Regions from separate parts of the Mus musculus genome. Here all the other regions are linked to region 2. Evidence: chromatin contacts called from public HiCAR-type, HiChIP or PLAC-seq and promoter capture Hi-C data. All regions are on one chromosome and are shown on one strand. The core of a region is the stretch at or near the end of the contact, and the rest is flanking DNA. Distances in the headings are between cores, read along the strand shown.

Region 1 (2,700 bases), core at 21-2,520, 1.8 Mb before region 2:
GGTTATCCCACAGGCAGGCCTGGAAGGGATTTTTCTTCATTAGATTAAATGAGGTAGGAAAAGGTACACTGACTGTGGCTTAGCACTATATATGCTGGGCCCTGAATGCTATAAAAGCATAAGCAACACAAAAGAGACGATAAAACAAATAAGCAAAAAACTAATTTAAAAAAGAAAATAAAAGAGAAGGGAAGGGAAGGGAAGGCCAGATGAGTAATACCCTACACACGATCATTCATTTCTCTCTGCCCCTGAATACGGATGTGCCCAGCTGCTTTGTAAGTTCTTAATGATGCTATGCAACCAGGAATCTGTGACTGAAACAGCTTCACTGATAGGTTGGTTATTGTCAGGGTAGTTTGTCACAGTACAGAAACGAAGCTCAGAGAGCAGCCCTGATAATCTGCATGCTTTCGACTGCCCAGGTATTGTGTCCAACTGCCAAAATCATCCTCAAACACTATAGTCTAAAAATTCTAATTCCCTATTGTTATTCTGTGGATGTGCTGCATATACACACATAAACACAGGTGCAGATGTAAAGTCCAGAAGAAGAATCAGTGTTTTCCTCTAACATTCTCTGCTTAATGCCTCAAGCCAGCATCTCTCAGGGAACCAGAAGTTTGTCTGTTTCAGCTAGCCTGGTTGGCAAGTCTTCATTGCCCCAGTGTTGTGGTTTCAGGCACACACAGCCAGGCTCAGTTTTCTACATGAGTGCTGGTGGTCCATATTCATAATTTCATGGCTGCAGAACAATCACTCTTGCTAATGACCCGTCTCCTCAGCCCCCTCATCTCCTCAACAGTCTCCTAATCCCTGCAGCCCCTTCTATCGTAGAAAACAATATTTAGCTATGTTAAGTCAATAGCTTCAACCTTGGTTACTAATGAAATCTCCTGAGAAAGTTCAAAAAAATCCAAAGCAGAAACACTATGAACACAGTACAACTCGACCTCCAGGGGGTCCTACTTTCTAATGTTCCTCAGCTGTGTCATCAGGGTTGGGAACTCATGGGTAAAGTGATGAAATTCCCCAGTGTACAAGCTGCTAATCCCAGATGCCAGCCTGAAATTAGCCCAATTTCAGAACCAAAAAGATCTGTTAAGTACAGAGCTCCATTAAGCTACTTCTCTGATCTTATAAATCCTAGAACATTATCTTTTCTCTTCAAAGTATTAGCAGGGGTTAGCCTCTTCATTAGCACAGGGAAGGCCTTCTTACAATTCAGATTTTATCAAGAGTCACTCTGAGTGTGGAAAGTCAACTTCTTGGTCCTCTGAGAGCTCTACACTCACTGGGCTGCACCTTCTCCAAGTTCCACCTGCTACCAACTGCTCGGAAGCTGCGAAGGATTCTGTATGTTAACCATACTTAACTTGATTGAATAATCAAGGAGGGAAAGTGACTAACATAAAATGTTAAAGCTTACTTTTAAATGCTGTCTTAGGTATCACATCCTAAAAGCATTAGAAACCAAACACAGCAATGTTGTCTTAATTTTAGCACTTAGAATAGAATTCAGGTTCACATTCAGATGTAGCCATTGACACTGCTCTGCCAAGGACTCGGACCAATATAACATGGAGGAGAAAGTGGTGAAAGAAAATGTCTGAACTGTGGAAAGGCAACCTCGATGGATCCTCTAGAATCTCACGCTTTGGAAGCCTTAACTTCCAACGCAGGAAATAATAGGTTACCCTGCCTTCCTCAGTGTAAAGACAAGGGCAGACCATTACGCCTGGGCTATGCCTCCTTGTCTATTAAGGTCAGAGAATGTATACAATCTGTGCATCTACCCAGGGCCCCACATTCAGAAAGACTTGACCATTCCTTTAAAGAGGATCTTTTACATCTTTAATGACGTTATCTTTCAGCTTTCTTTGGTAAGTGAAGTTGAAAGAGAAACCAGAGTACTTGCAAAAGTAGAGGAAATACTTGAGCTAAAGACTGCCTGGCAATCTTTGCTGCCCAATTTGCATATCGAATTAACATTGACTCATGCTCACTTGTTTTTGGAGACAAGGCCTGTAATAGCCCCACGTGACCTTAAGCTGACTGAGTAGCTGAGAATGACCTGGACTCCTAGTGACCCTGTACTGCATGTTTTTAACAGCTGAGGCTCTCCAGGCCCCAGGACCTGGTTTTGAAGGCAGAAAAGAGGCCCAAGGAATCCTAACACATCTTTTGAATGAGTATTCTCATTTTTTTATATATATTAGCCAACCATTTGTGCAGAAAATCATGGCAAACAAGGAAAAAGAAAGAAAAGGAAAAGAAAGGTCCCTTCTACCAGTCTTTCCGGACACATCCCATCCTAAAAGAATAGTATTGATTGAATGTGTACATATGAGGGTGGGCAAGTGGAGCTGAACTAACTTGCAAGAGGTGCTAAGTTTTCAACAGCAGCACTGCAGAAATCAAGTATTTAAATTTATACTTAAAATTTAAGAAAAAAACAAGGAAACCTGTCCTAGTTTTGTCTCCTTTTGCTGTAACAAAATCTCTGACAAAAGCAACTAAGGAAAATGGGAAGTCGGGCATGGTGGCACATGCTTTTAATCCCAGCACTCGGGAGGCAGAGGCAGGTGGATTTCTGAGTTCGAGGCCAGCCTGGTCTACAAAGAAAGTTCCAGGACAGCCAGGGCTACACAGAGAAACCCTGTCTCGAAAGAAAGAAAGAAAGAAAGAAAGAAAGAAAGA
Region 2 (2,867 bases), core at 62-2,561:
TTACGTGTGTGCACGCATGTACAAATCAGAGGAACAACCTGCAGGGTTCCATTCTCTCCTTCCAAGGTCCAGAAGATCGAACTCAGGTCAGCAAACTTGGCAGCGTCTTTACCCACTGAGCCATCTCGAAGGCCCAATCTTTAACTACATTAAAAGACATAGTGAGAATTCTGGGTTTCACGCCCTTTAGTGGGTATGAGGCAGCACAATAAGCCCCCATCTGATAGAAGGGAACTGAGAATATGAGATTGACAGGCAGGATTTTCTCCCCGAAGAGTTCCCTGTTCGCCTCGTCAGGTAGACTTGACCCACCACAACGTCAAAGCACTCTGCCAAAGGGCAAAAGCACTAGTCAGTAACTTTAACCTAGAGGATTTCAAAACCTAGTCAGCCATGAAAGGGAGAGGGGCGGGAGGGGCGGGCAGAATATTTGCTAAACAGGTCCCCCATACAGCACTCAAGCCTGGGGTTAGAAACACTAAGGATAACTCTCATTCAGATTCAGTTCCGCTCTCCACCTCACCCCGGTAACCCCCTCCCGCTCCCCCTTACCCCTCCACCCTCCCAGATCCACAGTTACTTCAGCAGCTTTGCACCCATGATCCCGGAGACCCGGGTCCTGGTTCCCGTGCCTGCCTTATCTCTATCCTCCCTCACATTTTCCGCAGCAACAAAGCCAAACACAGTACCGTGGGGGCTTTCACGCTTCTGTGCGTTTGGACACGGTGTTCCTTCTGCCTGGAAGGCCGCGCAGCTCTCCCTCTGAGCGCCCCCCTCCCCCTGCCTGCGTGCTCTCATTCAGCCCCCAGCACCCTTTTCCAAGGAAGCCGGCACCCTTCTCTATCTAACCCAACTCTTCTTTTGCTTTCCTTCCCTGAACGACAATCACCGATTCCTCTAAATCTCTCCTCTGGCAGGATCAGGCCTTTTCCAACGCTGGAGTTGCTTGTTGAGGAAAGGGGTTCTCGATTGACACCCCAAAGAAAGTACCTAATCCTGAGTTTGAGCGATTAAAGAGCATGCATCTAAGCTTAAATCCGCTCCAAATTCCCTATATGTCCCATCGGGTTCCTCTGTGTCCCTGGGGAACCCCGAAATCTTGCATTCCCAGGGCACCGTGGCGCAGCAGCCCAGCCCCCCTGGCTTGACATCAGCAAGCTGGAGTAGTCCGGGGGGTTGGGGGGAGGGCCGCGTAAAAGCGCGCGCGCGGACTACAAATCCCGATTGGCATTGCGTGGCCTCCCGGCTGGCGCCTGCGCATCACGGGCCCGGCGTTTGAGTGGCAAGTTGTTTGTTACAGCGAACACCAGCTGCTGCTGCGCCGGGCGCCGCGCTCAGCCGGGCGCTGTTTGCTTGTCCACCCCGTAGCTTGCTGCACCCCGCAGGTCCTCCCCAGGCCTCCTTTTTTTGCAACTTGCCAAGCTTCCTTTTTCTGGCTCGAGTACGAATCAACCCGGCATCGAGCTCCGGGCCCCCTTCCCTGGGCCGGTTGCCCCACGGCTTGGGGCGCACAGGGGGCGGGGGCCGCGGCTCGTCCCCGTCCCCCCCCCCCCAACTCGGGCCACCGCGGATGATCCGCCGTGGAGGAGCCCTGGGCGGACGATGGAACTGCACATTCTGGAACACCGGCTGCAAGTTGCCAGCGTCGCCAAGGAGAGTATCCCGCTCTTCACCTACGGCCTCATCAAACTTGCCTTCCTGTCTTCCAAGACCAGGTGAGAGAAAGAGAGTAAGGGGCGAGGGGATGGCTGACGGGGGGGGGGGGTGTCGGGGGGGGCTCATGGTACCAGCCCCGGGACAGACAAAGAGGCGCACCCCGGGGGGACGCAGTGCAAAACAACTTCATCCCCCCCTAATCTCTGCCATTCTCCTGCATCGGACAAAGCCACCCCTGTGCTCTCTAGTGGGGGTCCCCTCCACCCAGAAGCCCCCACCCCACTGCGCCTCCAACTGCTGCCACCAACACCCAACACCCCCCCCTCCCGTCTCAGTCCCTTCCCCGAGATCCCGAGTAACCTCCCTAAATGGCCTCTATGATGCATCCGTGAATGAATGAATGAACGAATGAATGAATGAAAAACAGGTGTGGGGATCTGGAGGAGGAAATTTACAAACTAAACACGCCCCATCCCCCCATCCATCCACCACCACCACCACCACCACTACCCTCCTCCCAGTTGGGCCGGCCCCCCTGTAGCCATTGGCAAGCGGGGAGGGATGGCGCTGAGGTCGGTCTACCCCAGAACAGAAATATCATAAAATCATTAGTAGATGTTTATCTCCAGGTGCCTGCGAGGGGAGAAGAGGTGCAGGCAGCGGGGGAGGGGCAGCAGGGCCAGGGTCGCTGATTTCTTTTCTCTTTGGGGGTCCAGCGAAGTGGGGGGGGGGGGGGATTTTGAACCATGGAAGGGGAGGAGCAGACGTGTTGATGGATCTGCCTGGAACCTGGGCTTGGATGTTCCAGGGGGAGAAAAATAGTGGAAGGCCTTGGGAGGTAAGAAGAAAAAGAAGAAAAAAAATATTTTTTTTTAATCTTAGATTTTTTTTTTTTCCCGTTGCTGGATGTGTTTGACTTCATAAACTCCTGTTAGATTAGTCAGACTACCTTTTCTTTTCATTGCCCATTTCCCCTTATGCAGTGGGAATTGGAGCAAGCTACCATTGACTCAAACCCCTTACCATTCACTTACCATTATGATGGGTCTGGTTTGGGGGGAGGGGGGGAGGGGGATTTAAAGCGAGGATGCTCTTACCTCCTTGCCAAAGGAATGGATACGTTATGGGTCAAGATTAAGTTAAATGAACAGCAAACACAGACCCCTCCCTCCTTCCCCTGCCTTGCTGTCTTGTCTCCTACCAGTTGGGCT
Region 3 (2,700 bases), core at 129-2,628, 1.6 Mb before region 2:
AATATTTCACTAACATGTATGTACACCTATATACAGTAAGCACTTAGTAACTAACTCACTACCTGTGTTGGATTCTTTTGGAGGGGTAGGTAGGAACAAGTCCTCATACAGCCGAGGCCAACCTCAAACCCACCATGTAGCCCAAACTGACCTTGAGTCAACAATTCTCCTGCCTCCACCTCCAACGTGCTAGGAATACAGAAGAGTTGACACCCTGCCTAAAGTCCATGACAGTTCAGAATAATGAACATGTCACACCAGTGGTTTTGCCAAAGCTCTTGGTTTTGTCCCAGGGCCCTCCTCCTCTGTCCAGTACAGCCTATGGACCTGCCCAGGCTAACTACACTAGTACAGCCAGAAGGAATGAAATAAACAATCATTTCTAGAAGACTAGAACTAAGCCTCTGCTCAAGTCTTTTCCCCTAAGCAAGTGCCCAGGTAAGCCCAGAGGCTGTGAGGGCGCAGCCAACCGCACACACTTCCTGACACAGCAGAAAGCTTTGACACTCTGCTCCGAGGTTTTCCCGAACTTTAGTGCATAAGCATCATCCGAAGGGGAGGGGTAGGTAGGTAGGGGGATTTATTAAAACATAAATTGCTCAGCCTCATATAAGGAACCTGGTTTAGAGGGTCTTGGGTAGCGACCAAGAATCTAAATTCTAACACAGTTTGCAGATGATGCTGACACTACTGCTGGTCTAGGATTCATAATTTGAGATTCACTGCAGAAAACTGGGGAGGGGATGCATCCAGGAAGTGGGGCAATTGTTTTCCGTTTTTATGGAAATATGACATCCTCTAAATGACTATAGAGCCTAGAGCTTTTTATATGTACAAAACAGCTGCCAAAAATCCTGAAGTATTTGCTTTGCTGTCTGAGCAGCCGGTTGTGATTTTCCACTCAGCCACAAAGCAGGAGCACAGATTTTTTTATTTTCATGAACTGGGGGATTTGCCTCATGTCTGTATTACTGCTTTACAGTTTCTAATTACTGGGCTGTGGCATGCCAAATGGTCAACAAGCTTCCCCATTGTTACTCAGGTGCGCCAACCGGGGCGGGGGCTGGAGAGAGCCCTGTCTATGGGACTGCTGAGGACAGACAGGCTTGCTGCCTCTGGATACTCACCTACTGCGAATACTGGAACACAGATGAACCTCAGAGACACAGCTTCTCCCAATTAACCAATGCCCCTGAAGCCGGGGCACTCCTGGCCTATTCCTTTCACTGTACAGTCAAAGGGGAGTTGCAACTTAAAGCTCAATCCTAACTTTTTTTTTCTTTTTAGTGCTTTAAATCATGCAGTTTCCATCACTGGAAAACAACCCAAAACACTCCTCTTAGAGAGCTGAAAATATGAAGACAGTAAGTGTTTTAGGCTGTTGATGCAAGAGGGAAATTTTCCCAGTTAGAAAGCTGCCATGAGGCCAGCTATTCTGGCTGTAAGCTCACAGCCTTTCCTTGAGCAATTGGACCTGGTCCCTGGCACAGGCTGCCTGGTTTGAATCTTGATTGCTGCTGTTTGATTCAAGCTACATACATAATGGCATGTTATTAAAACTCTCTGAGTATCAACTTCCTCATCTATAGACTAAAGACAGTGATAGTTCATAAACTTTATTGAGAGCGATGGAATAAGAAATACTCTATGTAAAGTGCTTGTCACAGTGTTGAGCACATTTCGAGTACTCAGTACTACAGGTCTTACCATAGCCACCTGTAAACGTGAGTGTAAACAGAATGTGTATGGTACGCAGAAGGATCTGAGCCCTCCTTTTCCTTCAGGATGTCAGGGTGCTACCAGGAAAAAGGATGGGTTTTCATCTGCCCCAAAGCAGACAACCATGATTAGGAGCTGCTGTTATGAGAACGAATCAAAAAGACTTCTAAAAGGACTAACAACATGGCTCAGCAAGGAAAAGTGCTTGCCATGCTAGTCTGAGGACAGAAGTTCAATCCTCAGGGCACACACAGTAGAGAAAACCAACTCCTGGATGTTGTCCTTGGACCTCCACAACCACACCATGGCATGTACACCAGAACTTACACTCACACACACAAAATCTTTTAAATTTTGTACATGTGTGTGTGTATGTGAGCGTGCGTGCGCACGTGAGAGGTCCAAAGCATTGGATCTCTTTTGTGAGCCACACTACAAAGGTACTGGGAACCCAACTTGGGTCCTCTGCAAGAACAGTACACGTTTAACCTTCCATCTCTCCAGCTCTAATAAAAAGAATTAAAAGGCAGTACAAAGAGTGTGTATCTACGTAATGGGGGCTGGAGGCGGGGGCTAGAAGGAAGAGCAGCAAGAAAGCACAGACAACAGGTAAGAGGAGTCAGAGGTCAACAAGCTGACATCAAATATAATTCCAAAGTGCCTGAAACTGTAAGAGAAGACATAAGTTGTCTAACTGCCTCCTAAATAAATCCCTTTCTTCCTCCTTATTCTAATTCACTTCTTATCCTCCAACAAGCCTGGAACATCCTTAGCTGAAATCATTTCTAAGCTGAGACAGAAAGAAGCAAGGAGGTCCTTTTTATGGGAGTGTGCACATGAGGCCCAGAAGAACAAAGCTGGGGCTGAGGAAGAGGAGGTGGCAGGCAGGGTGAGTCTCAGGTCAGAGGGACTGCAGGAGTAAAGGTCACAGATACAAAATAAGCACACATTCTTCCCACAGCTGCTGCCTAACAAAGGTAA
Region 4 (2,700 bases), core at 54-2,553, 1.9 Mb before region 2:
CACACACACACACACACACACACAGTCATGATTTTTCCATCTTACCATACCCCCATCAGAGCTTAATTGTACAATTGGTATGCCCATGTTTTGAACAAGCAAATGAATGAAAATTCCAAGAAGGAAGGATGATCAAATTTACATAAAAACCTCATTTCTAATTTTGCCAGTTCCTAAAAGAGTAAGTAATATAGAAAACCCAGAGTCAAAACCATGGCAGGCGGTCCCAGGCGAGTGAGGACACATGGGGGTTGGGAGGAGTATGTACAAAGTCCACGCTAGAGGTGAATAAAGCTGTCTTTATTAACAATTCTATCACTGTATACAGGGAATACATGCTAACGCAGGTACTCACTTCCACCCTAACCACTGGTAACAGTATGTTACAGGAAGGAAAGACAACAGTTCTAATAACAACACTTCAGATACAACCAAAAGGTATTTGTTCCCTAAAACGTCATGCCTGAGGAAAGAGTAAAGTAATGGTCTCTTGTATTACCAGAACACATGTTGTAGATCATTTCAACACCCAAGCCACCTTGTAAAGTTGATCTACACATGAAGACTACAGTCAACAAAAGAGAACAAAAAATCTAACTTCTGATTAAAGCAAGCTATAAGTAAGGAGGGTGATCAGTTGTTTCAGAACCAAATGTAACCAGTGTGGGAACAAATACCCCAGCTCTCTATTCAGCCTCTAGCTGCAACCAGCGGCCCCTGCTACAGCAGCTTCATTATTGTTCCTCTTCAAAGATCGTTTCCTCTCAAGCACAGGGAAGGCACCTTCCCCTTGGTTCACGATAAAGTCAGACTCAAAGCTCTAAAACTCAGGTTTCACCCAGGAATCCTAAAGCCAGAGAAAACACATTCACATTTAACACTCCTGGGCTCCTCTGCTTTCAGAGTCCCTCGGAGACCTGTCAACCAGAGACCTCAGGGAGAAGAAGCAGGCTTCCCTTGGGAAAAGAAAACATACAGACTTACCTTGTCTGTGTACTTGAACTTAACGTAGAACCAGCTTGACTTGATCATCCTCTCACCTCCTGCCCTCAGAGCAGAAAGAGTCAGGGGAGGAAAAAGGGAAGGAAAAAAGCCCACTGTGCAGCAGCGTCCACAAAGGATTCTTTCAGACTCCAAGCTTGCAAGGGATGGAGATAGACGGAGAGGAGGAGGAGCCAGAGGAGGTAAACAGGAAAATGCACTGTTTCCAGACTGGTCCTCTAACTCTTTATATCCCCACACACCTTCCCCAGTGCCCACAGCACTGACTGATCTTGCTCCGGAAACTGCACTCCAGACTGCTTTGCCAAGCTGCCCGCCTCTCCCTCTGAGTTTCTCTCTTGGCTGGCTGACAGCAGAATTCCTCAAATGGACTTCAGCTGTCTTCATCGCAAATGGCACATGTCAGTAAGCAAGGGGCAGGCCCTGGCCTGGCACCCTCCCAGAAGGCAAGCCTCAGCTTCCCCTCCTGCCTCTCCAGGGATGAATAATGATCTCCAGCCCTCCCCTCGGGACACAGATTAACACCTGGCCAAACATTATTCTGACAGAGCCCCAGTGTGGGGAAGAGGCTCTGTCTCCGCTTTAACTCCATCATGGCCATAGTAAGAACTTACCCCTTGGCTATGGAAGACTCCTCCACATTAACACAGCCTAGTCTCAGTAGCTCTTACAAAGTGACTCAGACTCCACTTTAAGGCCTTCAGAAAAGTCTTTCTTTCTACTTCTTCTAGCCACTGATATAGCTATTGATATTCTTCTAGAAATATTATGAGCTTGGGAAAAACGGCTGCCAGTTTGCAGGTAACATTTTTTTAAGAGTCGAAAAAAAAAGTATCTTGGGATTTGTTATATTCCTATCATTTAAAATTTGCCAAGTTTTTAAGGGAAATTATGAAATAGCATTCTGTAAGAATAAGCACATGGGGTGTGTGAAATCATATGTGAGCATGGCGTAGCATATGTAAGCGTTAGGCACCTGATCTCAGAATGCTATGAGCAATGAGCTAGATATACTCAGATTCAGGGGAAATGGTAACTCTTGAAACAATTTTTTAAAAAGTCAGATGTGGTGCATGCCTGTATCTCTAGCACTCAACTGCAAGTTTGAGGCCACCCTGATCAACAAGCAGAGGCCAGCTTGAACAATGTAGTGAGATGCTGTCACAAAGTAGTAACAATAACAATGACACGCATTCTTCAAGTATGGTGGTACACACATTTTTTCCTACATCTCCACAACCCAAAAAAAAAAAAAAAAAAACCATGTATTTATTAAAAACAAAATAATTAAGATCTGTTCTAATTTCATTTCTGTTGCTGTGATTAAACACCTTGGCCAAGGTGTCTCAGGGGAGGAGGAGGTTTAGTCAGCTTGCAGATCCAGGTTACAGTCCATCACGCTGGGAGGTTGAGGAAGAAAGTCAAGAGGCTAGGAACAATATAGTCACTATCAATGGCAGGGAGAAAGGAATATCAGGGTACTCACTTCATCTGCCTTTCTCCTGTCCTATACAGTAAGGAAAAACTGCCAGGAAATGGCTGCGCCCACAATGGGCTGAGCCCTCCTATATTAACTAACAATCAAGACAATCCGTCATTGGTATGGTCACAGGCCAACCCAATCTACTTAACTCCTCAGGTGAAACTTTCTCCCCAGGTCATTCTAGATTTTTGCAATCTGAAAGAGCAGCAAGTGTT
Region 5 (2,911 bases), core at 370-2,869, 1.9 Mb before region 2:
AATTGGATCCACTGACACTCCTGTTGCCACCACATACACATGGGAAAGAGGCTACAGAATGAGGGCAGCCTATTAATTCACAGGATTAACAGAACAAATAAAGCCGAAGAAAAATGCTACACAGAAACATACCAAGTATTAAGAGTGGTTATTAGGTTATTAGGAAATTACTTTCTACAAAGAGCTGATATTTCTGTACCTAGAAAAGCAATGGTTATTTAAGGAGAAAAAGTAAAGTATCTTTTTGTTGTTGTTGTTGTTGTTGTTGTTGTTTTTATCTTGTAACAACACCTATAATAAATAAACTAGGTTTTATCGGCCCTAGGTGGAGGAAACATTCCAATATAACTTCTAAATTCCTATCCTCACCTAGGAACCCAGTATAGCTATATGAAATAGTGCGTGTAAACTAAGCAATTAACCAGTTAGGGACCTGTCTCGGTTGATCCAGTGCTTGTCTGGGTTTAGTCCCAGGGAAAATGGGTGTGGTAGCACAAGCCTGCAATGCCAACCTTCACTTGGGAGCCAAGGTAGGATGATCAGAATTCTTAAGGCCACGGGGCCACAGGACTGCTAAGGTGGCTCAAGAGATAAAGGTGCTTACCTTCTAGCCTGATAACATGAGCCTGATGCCGGAACCCACATAGTAGGAAACAAACTAACTTCTGCAAACAGCTCTTGGACTTCCACATGCAATGCTGTAGTACTTACATGCAAATGTGCACACATGATACACATGCATACACACGATGGATGGATGATGGATGGATTGACGGATGGATGGATGGATGGAGGGTTTAGAGATAGAATTCAGCAGTTAATGGCACTTGCTATTTTTGCAGAGGACTGAGTTTGGTTCTCAGCATCTAAATTAGGCAGTTAGTGAATGCCTTTAACTCTAGCTCTCTGCTGTTCTTTTGGGTCTTGCTACATATCCCCTCAAAGACAAATACACATAAATATTATTTCAAAAAATATTTAAAAACAATAAGTAAATGTAAAAATGTAAAGATATAAATTAAGTAATATAAATACTATTGCACCCAGTCTTGACTATAATATGAAATTTAAAGGTGGCCTGGGTTATATGAGATGGTCTCAAAATAATTTAAAATGAGCCATTAACACTGCACAGCTTGCTCTGTGAAATGACAGTACCTAAGCCAAGATTATCAGGAAAACTCCTACCTTGGATTCAAAAGTGGAAGGATAAGAAAAAACAAGCCCTTAAGGAAAAAAAAAATCTCTAAAACTCACAGCCATGTTTTGAGTAGAACTTCAGAAAAAAAAATGAAGATGTTCCTGAAGATGGACTTTTGTGAGGCACCTCACACTGGACATGATGTACAGGTTTGTCATCACAGTGTCCCCAGAAGTTTCCCTACCCTCCCTCCCATCATCTCTGAAATCCTTAAGCAAGGCTGGGTGAATAGCAGAGCCACACACTTGCTCTATGAAGGTAGCACACAGCAGATTTCTTTAGACTCAGACAAGGCAGGAGAGGGCGTGTTGGAGGGTTGGGTGGGAAAGATCATGGAAGGAGCTCTGGTACCATCTGTCTGTGGAGCAGGAAGAACACAACAACAGCTGGTGTAAGAAGCAGCAAGATGTTGGGCCTGGAAGTGACAAGATGGGAAATGACAGGAAGCAGCTTCTTGCTCCTCTGACAGCAAAGGAAGCAGGCAGCAGAACTGCAGTGTTTGAAAACCCCCAGATGCTGCCGTCTTCACATCCCAGAGCTTTGTTCAGACAACATCTGAAAGCTTGTCTTTCTTCCTTCGAGCACTCTCTATCAAACAGTCTTCTCTCCCTCCGCCTTTCTCTCACAGGCAATGTGGAATGAATTTAAAGACACACTGGGGGGAGGGAGGCATACAAATAGCACCAATATGAGCCTCTGTGAAACTTTCAAGAAAAAAATGTACCACGTGTTCTGCTTCCTGTCATTTGTTAAGTTAAACTACAATTGGGCTTGAATCCAACTAAGGAACAGAGGAATAATTAACACAACTACTGACAGTGGGCAGTGTTGTGGGGCAAGAACACTCCATAAACCAAGAGACTGCAGAGAAAGGTAGGCCAGGCTTCTTCAATGACTGCAGCGACTGCTAACCAAAGCGCTCACGTGCTTCCATTTTAGACTCTAGCTTCTGAAGTCAGAACACAGGTAATGGTATATACAGGCTGCATGGCCCAAAGGCAGAATTTCAAAAGACTTACCATCTGATGTTAATAAAATATTCTGATTTAGAGTGGTCCCATCTGCCGAACACATAAAACCAATTCAGCAACAACTGTGCCACATGCACATAAAATATACTAAAATTACAAAGTAAAAACCTTTAAATTGTATTGGACACCACAGGTCACATTTCAGAATCTCACTGTTTCAGGCTCCAACAGCCACAGTCCCGTCCTGAGTGTGCACAGCTGGTATCCAGGCCTCTCCTTTATCAGGCGAGCTCAACTCCGAGGAGCCAAGCGGGTTACCCTCCAGTTTTTCAAAATGCTTTGTCCCAGGGATGGTTGTGTGCAGTGCTAAGTAATTTCTCTGCTTAGAAGTGGATCCACCCTGACTCTAAGTGAGCAGCTTCAGAAGATAGCACCTTCTAGATCTTCACAGGAGAACCAGTACCAGGAATGCAGTCTGACAGATCCTTTTACCATCTACTGGTCATGACTATTCGACACGACAATTACATTTTGAGTTGGAGACAATGAACTTATACTACACATAAAATAAAAAGTACTTTAAACATGCCTCACGTTATAAGTAAGACAATGTGAAACTGGAAACCAGAGCCTTAAGACAGATGCTCAATCAATGTTCCACAAACAAACAAAATAATCTTTACAATAGATTCAACATTCAAATGTGCTTCTGAGAAAAACTCCAATTTGATACACAACA
Region 6 (2,700 bases), core at 23-2,522, 1.6 Mb before region 2:
TCAGTGTTAGACTAATGAAACGTTTTTAAATTAAACAACCAACTGTCTGACTGAGCAGGTTTCAACACCCAGGTGTGAAATCTCACCTCCCAGGGCTCTGGCTGAATTATCCCCTTGCCTCTCACCTGCAATTACCATTTGCTCCCTCCCCCAGGTAGCTCTCAGCTACCACATATCCTCTGAGGCCCACATCTGGAAATAAAAACTCCCTCTGGGGGGCCTCCTGTGCTTTGGGGAGAGAGAGGGAGAAGAAAAACAAGAGCTTCATGCTAGTGTAGATGATTTCTGAAAATACCTTCCTTGACACACAGGGTAAAAAGCAAATTGATAAAATGAAGCCCTTAAGTCACCTCAGTTAAGGGTAATTTTTCTTAATAAAGTAAATTTAGATCCCTGTTCTTCTAGAGGCCAGTTTCTTCCATCTAGACTGAGCCCAAAAATTCAGTAAAGGATATTTCTTTCAGTTGAGAGGGCATAATTAGACGTTTTGATTAGAGCGTTTTCCTCCCCTGTTTAACAAGATGTAACAGATGTCCTCGGCGTTCCTAATAACAATACAGCTTTTGGCACCCTTACAATTTTAAAACTGAACTGTCATATAGAAAAATTACAGCTAGGGTGTCTCTGTACAATCCTGACTCTGAAGTGGTTATGACATGCCTGGACTCCCCAATGGAGCAGGTATGGAAATCATATTCCATATTCATAGCCACAAGCCCTCCTCGGTGTGCACCTGAAAACCAAGCTCTGAGATCTGAAAGACAAGAGCTTAGTCCAACCACCGTCAATTAATGCCAGAAGTACCAAGACTAAGTAAGGTGAGAAACCTGAGAAACATGAAATTCTCACAGTCATTTCCTTCCAGGGAACACATGAAGATTGGAGATACGAAGCACAGAAAGCCATGCCCACCAAACAGGACTTGTTGGCTAGTTATTTTGCTGTTTGTTCTTTTAAGATTCCTTTTTATTACTTTTAAATGGGTCTATGTGTCTGGGTATGTCCATGTGTGCACAGGTACTTTCAGAGATCACAGAACTGCAGCTGCAGCCCTTATAAGCTGTACAACAAGTACTGGGAACTGAGCTCTGACTCTTTCAAGAGCAGTAATCGCTCTTAACCACTGAGCAACCTCTTCAGCTCCTCACAGTTAGTTTGCAACAATCAACTAACTTGCCCCAGGCTAGAATCAGCTGAGAAGAGCACTTGCCTCCCGTTTCCTGGACTGAAAATCTATCTACATCCGGGTGGACTGTAGGAAGAATGTAGGTGACATCATTCATTCCCTAGGCTAGGAGTCCTAAATAGAGAGAGTAAAGAAAGCTAGCTGGGCAACAGCAAGCATGTAGCATGCATGCAACTGTTTCTCCCTGCTTGGTTGTCAACGTGGAATGACTGGCTCTCTGAAACTCATGCCACTGTGACTCCAGTGATGATAGACTGTAACCTAGAATTGTAAGCTAAGTAAATCCTTTCCTCCTCTAAACTGCTCTTTGACATTTTGGTTGTGAGCCTAGCCTTTAACGGCTGAGCCATCTCTCCAGTCCCCTAAGTTGTTTTTGGACAGGGTATTTCATCACAGCAACAGAAATAAAACTAGAACACATGACTACCAAAATCCCAACTTCCCTGCAGAGAGGAGTACTATGCTTGGTAAAAAGGACTCATTTTTCACAGCAAGATTCCCCCGACATCTGATCCAATTTACAAAAATTCGATTTATACCAACTTTGTCAACAGATCAGCCCAGGGAGCATACCCAGAGATAGGTCTACATTTTAAATGGGAGGCAAGGCCTCTCTGATTGAAGTTCAAACTCAAACATCCTGGTTTAACAGCTCCATTAATGACATTAAGCACAGATCTAAAGATTACTCAGCCCCTTTGTCAGTCGCATGTGTTATTTATGGGACAACCTATCAATCATGTCTTCCTCTGATTATTTCCTACTTTCTGGTCCTAGCCTATTTGGTCTGCCAAATTAATACATTCCATCATTGCTGCAAATCTAAACAATGGTTGGTAAAAGATTAATAAAATAGTTGGGCTCTCTGCAACCACATACACACCCAGAGAGATTCATCAATGTCTTTTTATTTGCATATCTGGCTGACTGCCCCTGCAGCAAATACGAAAGGCGCAAAGCACAGGTATCCTGGATTCTGGTTTGCATTTAATTCAGGGTGTCAATCTGCTTCTGTTTTAATTACATCCATCTTGATATGTTATTACAATCCCACGAAAAACTTTCCATTATATGAATGGTTATAAACATACATGCATGACAAATTTCCTCATTCAGCAATCAACAGACAAATGCCTTAGCCAACACAATTATGTGAATCTTGTATTTTGAGTCCTTCAGAAGGAAGTTTGAATATTCATTCATCTCAAATACAGGCCAAAGTTCCTCTGTTGCATATATTCTGCTATCAGTATTGATGAAATTGCTCTAAATTTCCCCAGGTTACCATTCTGAAGAAAATAACTTAATCCCCACTCAAAAAATTTAAAAATGTTAAGTAGGTCACAATAATCTCTTATATCCAAGTAATTATCTTTCCACTGGACATGCAAGAATGAGAAGGCAATACTTCCATGACAGAAGGGTGGGAAAGGGGGTTTTAAAACAATACACCTGTAGGAAGGAGTAATGAATTTGAAGGTAGTGTACTACTGGGGGAACATGTGGGATGGGGA
Region 7 (2,881 bases), core at 185-2,684, 1.9 Mb before region 2:
CGTATTCCAAGTGTTAGGAATACCACTTTACATCCCCATACACAGTGTACAATGTCTTAAAAGTCAAAGTTAGATTTCATGTATGTAAACTTGCCCTTACCAACTGACTCACACCTCAAGTGCAAGATACTCTAAACTCGTGTTCACCAGACTGATGGAGTCATGATGTAGCTACAAAGCCATGTGTGCTTCTTCAACAGGTACTTTCTTGTATCTCAGATGAAAACTACATACCCATTTTCCTTAACTTTGATTTATTTCTTCTTGCACCTTTTAAATTTACAAGTGTTGGCTAAATTCTATTGACAGACACCCACATATCTAAATCTTTTCCTATCCACTTTATTTTCTCTACTAAACCAGCCTCTTACTAAGAGCTTGATAGGAAAAAAATAATGCACCACTCACCCCCCCTCTCTCTCCCTCCCTCCCTACCTCTCTGTGTGTGTGCATGTGTGTGTGTTTGTGTGTGTGTGTCCATTCCTTCCCCAGACAACTGCCAGAATGATTTTTAAACACACATAGCACACAGAGAGAGGGGGAGGGAGAGGGGGAGGGGCAGGGGGAGGGAGAGGGGGGAGGGGAGGGGAGAGGGAGGGGGAGGGGAGGGGGGAGGGAGAGGGAGAGGAAGAGGGAGAGGGAGAGGGAGAGGGAGACCCATACTCACTCACTCTTACACAGACTTCAAGAAGCCCCCATCTGTTTTTCAATACCATAATGAAGCCTCTTTGCCAGCACCCTTCAGAAGCAAGCTCTCACCATAGTTCACCCCACTCATTTCCAGCCACTTGTCTTCTTTCATCCCAACCCGCTGCAACACAACAAAACTGTCATTCCTCCTAGGCAAAGATTAACATTCAGAGCAAACCCCCCAACATTCATCTGTGGAGAGTCTCTTTTTGTGGTGCTTCCAGAGTCCATGATACACAGCTATCAAAGTTCTGATTCTGTAGCAGGAGACCTTCCCGGAGATTCTCAGGATGTATTTAAGCAACAGCTGTTATTGAAAGATCAGGAAGTCAAGTTCAGGGACTGCATTTATTTGAACAAACAACTACACATTGCTTTCAGATACAGCCAAGATTCTGAAGGTAGCTCAGATCGTGATGGAGGGTAATAGACCACAGGTAAATACACAGGAACGTCCTTTCAGGACACTGGCAAGCACAGCTGGGTAGAAGCCAACTCCTGCAAAGTGGCTGCATTTGTCTTGCTAAGGGTCAGCCATGACAGCATCTGTCAAGACGAGCTTGAACAGAGGAACTCAGAACCCAGCCTAGCAGTAACAGGATACATCGGTATCTGGTTGGAGCACAAACAAGGTAGACTTTCTTCCTCTGGCACAGGGCAGGCACAGGGCCAAGCACACACAGTGCTCTCTGTTTTTGCAAGTCTAATGCGGTCTGCTGAGGGGAGGGGTGAGAGATCACCAGTTCATAATGACTCTCATTATGTCTGCTGCGTTCTGAGCCAAGATTAGACACTAGACAATCCTCTGTCCAGTGTCAAGGGCTTTCAACTGCCCTTTCAACAGGATAATTCCACTTCAAACTAATTTAGGTTTCTTATAACCCAGGCTACCAAAACTGATACACTTCACTGTCTCGGCCTGGAAAAAGAGGTTAATGTCTGCTCCAAGAGAAATACAGACTCGGGTTTGGAGTCTGTGTCGGCTCTACATGAGCGATAACAAACACAACACCCTAAAATCTCCCACCATCTGCTGAGCTGTCAGCCTCCCTGCAGGAACTCAATTTCTAAAGATTACAGTCCTTTTAGTATAGAGCCAGAGGAACACTCCAGAAGAACTTTAGAAAAGATATTAGCATTCCCACTAACATCAACAAGGCTGTGTGAGGTTCACTTCAGGACAGAAACAGTAATTCACCTTCGTCTTCTAGACACAGAAAAGCTTTGGTGACCAAACAGAAACCTGAAGCCTGGAGTGGGCTCATGCTCATGTCTCCAGCACCAATTCCAAAGGCTAACGCAGGACTGTGGAGAGTTAACAGCATTGTAGATGGGAGTGGCAGGCCAGCTAAGCATACACAACAAAACTTTAAAACAAAACAAAACAAAACATACTTAAAAACTTAAAACAAACAAACAATAACAACAACCCACTCAGTTTGGGGTTTTCAGTTTACGTGAATACATAAAGACAATAAAGGCAAGGTATTAATTCAGGTGATTCAAAAATCCAGGAAAAGAATTAAAAGAAAAAGAAAAACCAAGCCAAAGACACTCAGCTACTAAATGAAAAGGTCATGTTTGAAGGCTCCAAGGCTCACTTTATGTCTACAAATATGCTAAACCCACAAAAGTTTATATAAACACTGAAATTTTCCGTGTAATAAAGGTAATCTTCTATACCTACCAATGTACTCACTCCTCCCTCTAAAGCACACAGGCTTTGATGTGGTAATTTATTCTTCACATACCAGCTATCTGTGCCTACCCAAGCCATTACGTCAACAACTATGCATAATATTCTAGAGAAGTACTACTATATAAAATTTTGCATTTAAAGTACAAAAATTTTAAATAACCTTTAGACTGAACCAAAATGCATAAATAACCCAAAGGAACTTGGAAACCTATGTTCACTTGGTGAGTACACAGCCTGTTAACACTAACAGCACCCCTAGCGCCATGCTCAAATATTCCCACTCTGTCCAAAGTTCCTATGCTCATCCAAAAATAAGCACAAGTCAAACAAGGTGACCGCTGCTTTAAAAACTTACATTTTAGAATTTGGTATAATTTTCCTTTAATGGACACTGTAGATTCGGGGACTTACGGGGGAAATAAAACATCTCAAGAGAACACTGAAAAGCAATAATCTGAAGCCATTATCACAGCCTAGGAAGGCTCGACTTAC

The links. Promoter capture Hi-C pulls out the DNA fragments that hold promoters and counts their contacts. HiCAR-type assays count read pairs that join an accessible place to other places. HiChIP or PLAC-seq counts read pairs in DNA pulled down with a chosen protein or histone mark.
Region 1: a contact with region 2 is called in a promoter capture Hi-C map of hippocampal neurons, with 11 times the contacts expected there. The contact joins the enhancer-like site here to the promoter of Castor2 in region 2. A contact is called at or near these places in 8 of 39 promoter capture datasets (the C10 cell line, the HPC-7 cell line, cranial neural crest and 4 more) and 3 of 115 datasets of contacts at active chromatin or transcription factors (astrocytes, embryonic forebrain and stem cell-derived neural progenitor cells).
Region 3: a contact with region 2 is called in an H3K4me3 HiChIP or PLAC-seq map of embryonic forebrain, with 9 times the contacts expected there. The contact joins the enhancer-like site here to the promoter of Castor2 in region 2. A contact is called at or near these places in 5 of 39 promoter capture datasets (embryonic stem cells, frontonasal cranial neural crest, liver and 2 more), 2 of 115 datasets of contacts at active chromatin or transcription factors (astrocytes and embryonic forebrain) and 1 of 9 other capture datasets (embryonic stem cells).
Region 4: an H3K4me3 HiChIP or PLAC-seq map of embryonic limb bud shows a contact between it and region 2, with 9 times the contacts expected there. The contact joins the enhancer-like site here to the promoter of Castor2 in region 2. A contact is called at or near these places in 6 of 39 promoter capture datasets (the HPC-7 cell line, cranial neural crest, frontonasal cranial neural crest and 3 more) and 2 of 115 datasets of contacts at active chromatin or transcription factors (embryonic limb bud and kidney).
Region 5: an H3K4me3 HiChIP or PLAC-seq map of embryonic forebrain shows a contact between it and region 2, with 8 times the contacts expected there. The contact joins the enhancer-like site here to the promoter of Castor2 in region 2. A contact is called at or near these places in 5 of 39 promoter capture datasets (the C10 cell line, cranial neural crest, embryonic stem cells and 2 more) and 1 of 115 datasets of contacts at active chromatin or transcription factors (embryonic forebrain).
Region 6: a contact with region 2 is called in a promoter capture Hi-C map of trophoblast stem cells, with 10 times the contacts expected there. The contact joins the enhancer-like site here to the promoter of Castor2 in region 2. A contact is called at or near these places in 5 of 39 promoter capture datasets (cranial neural crest, embryonic stem cells, hippocampal neurons and 2 more) and 3 of 115 datasets of contacts at active chromatin or transcription factors (embryonic forebrain and embryonic stem cells).
Region 7: a HiCAR-type map of astrocytes shows a contact between it and region 2, with 12 times the contacts expected there. The contact joins the enhancer-like site here to the promoter of Castor2 in region 2. A contact is called at or near these places in 7 of 39 promoter capture datasets (the C10 cell line, the HPC-7 cell line, cranial neural crest and 4 more), 5 of 115 datasets of contacts at active chromatin or transcription factors (astrocytes, embryonic forebrain, embryonic limb bud and 2 more) and 1 of 9 other capture datasets (embryonic tail).

The regions. Positions count from the first base shown.
Region 1 is chr5:132,281,916-132,284,615 of GRCm38.p6, forward strand. The region is part of intron 1 of Auts2 (autism susceptibility candidate 2); the gene reads right to left. Among named protein-coding and RNA genes, the nearest start is that of Auts2, 260 kb to the right of the region's middle. Within about 2 kb of position 1,271, at least 2 of the 459 cell types and tissues checked have an H3K27ac peak or open chromatin away from gene starts, as enhancers often do.
Region 2 is chr5:134,098,437-134,101,303 of GRCm38.p6, forward strand. Castor2 (cytosolic arginine sensor for mTORC1 subunit 2) reads left to right here and starts at 1,312. Exons shown (of 9, transcript NM_030719.3): 1 at 1,312-1,715. The coding sequence starts at 1,603. Gm15627 (predicted gene 15627) reads right to left here and starts at 1,205. Exons shown (of 2, transcript NR_166664.1): 1 at 690-1,205; 2 at 1-329.
Region 3 is chr5:132,489,058-132,491,757 of GRCm38.p6, forward strand. The region is part of intron 1 of Auts2 (autism susceptibility candidate 2); the gene reads right to left. Among named protein-coding and RNA genes, the nearest start is that of Auts2, 53 kb to the right of the region's middle. Within about 2 kb of position 1,379, at least 18 of the 459 cell types and tissues checked have an H3K27ac peak or open chromatin away from gene starts, as enhancers often do.
Region 4 is chr5:132,193,913-132,196,612 of GRCm38.p6, forward strand. The region is part of intron 2 of Auts2 (autism susceptibility candidate 2); the gene reads right to left. Among named protein-coding and RNA genes, the nearest start is that of 4930563F08Rik, 310 kb to the left of the region's middle. Within about 2 kb of position 1,304, at least 36 of the 459 cell types and tissues checked have an H3K27ac peak or open chromatin away from gene starts, as enhancers often do.
Region 5 is chr5:132,159,887-132,162,797 of GRCm38.p6, forward strand. The region is part of intron 2 of Auts2 (autism susceptibility candidate 2); the gene reads right to left. Among named protein-coding and RNA genes, the nearest start is that of 4930563F08Rik, 280 kb to the left of the region's middle. Within about 2 kb of position 1,620, at least 41 of the 459 cell types and tissues checked have an H3K27ac peak or open chromatin away from gene starts, as enhancers often do. A contact at or near this core is called in embryonic forebrain, where this site is marked.
Region 6 is chr5:132,528,964-132,531,663 of GRCm38.p6, forward strand. The region is part of intron 1 of Auts2 (autism susceptibility candidate 2); the gene reads right to left. Among named protein-coding and RNA genes, the nearest start is that of Auts2, 13 kb to the right of the region's middle. Within about 2 kb of position 1,273, at least 10 of the 459 cell types and tissues checked have an H3K27ac peak or open chromatin away from gene starts, as enhancers often do. A contact at or near this core is called in trophoblast stem cells, where this site is marked.
Region 7 is chr5:132,228,472-132,231,352 of GRCm38.p6, forward strand. All of the region lies in intron 2 of Auts2 (autism susceptibility candidate 2), which reads right to left. Among named protein-coding and RNA genes, the nearest start is that of Auts2, 310 kb to the right of the region's middle. RefSeq lists an enhancer at 681-1,889. Within about 2 kb of position 1,435, at least 76 of the 459 cell types and tissues checked have an H3K27ac peak or open chromatin away from gene starts, as enhancers often do. A contact at or near this core is called in forebrain and stem cell-derived neural progenitor cells, where this site is marked.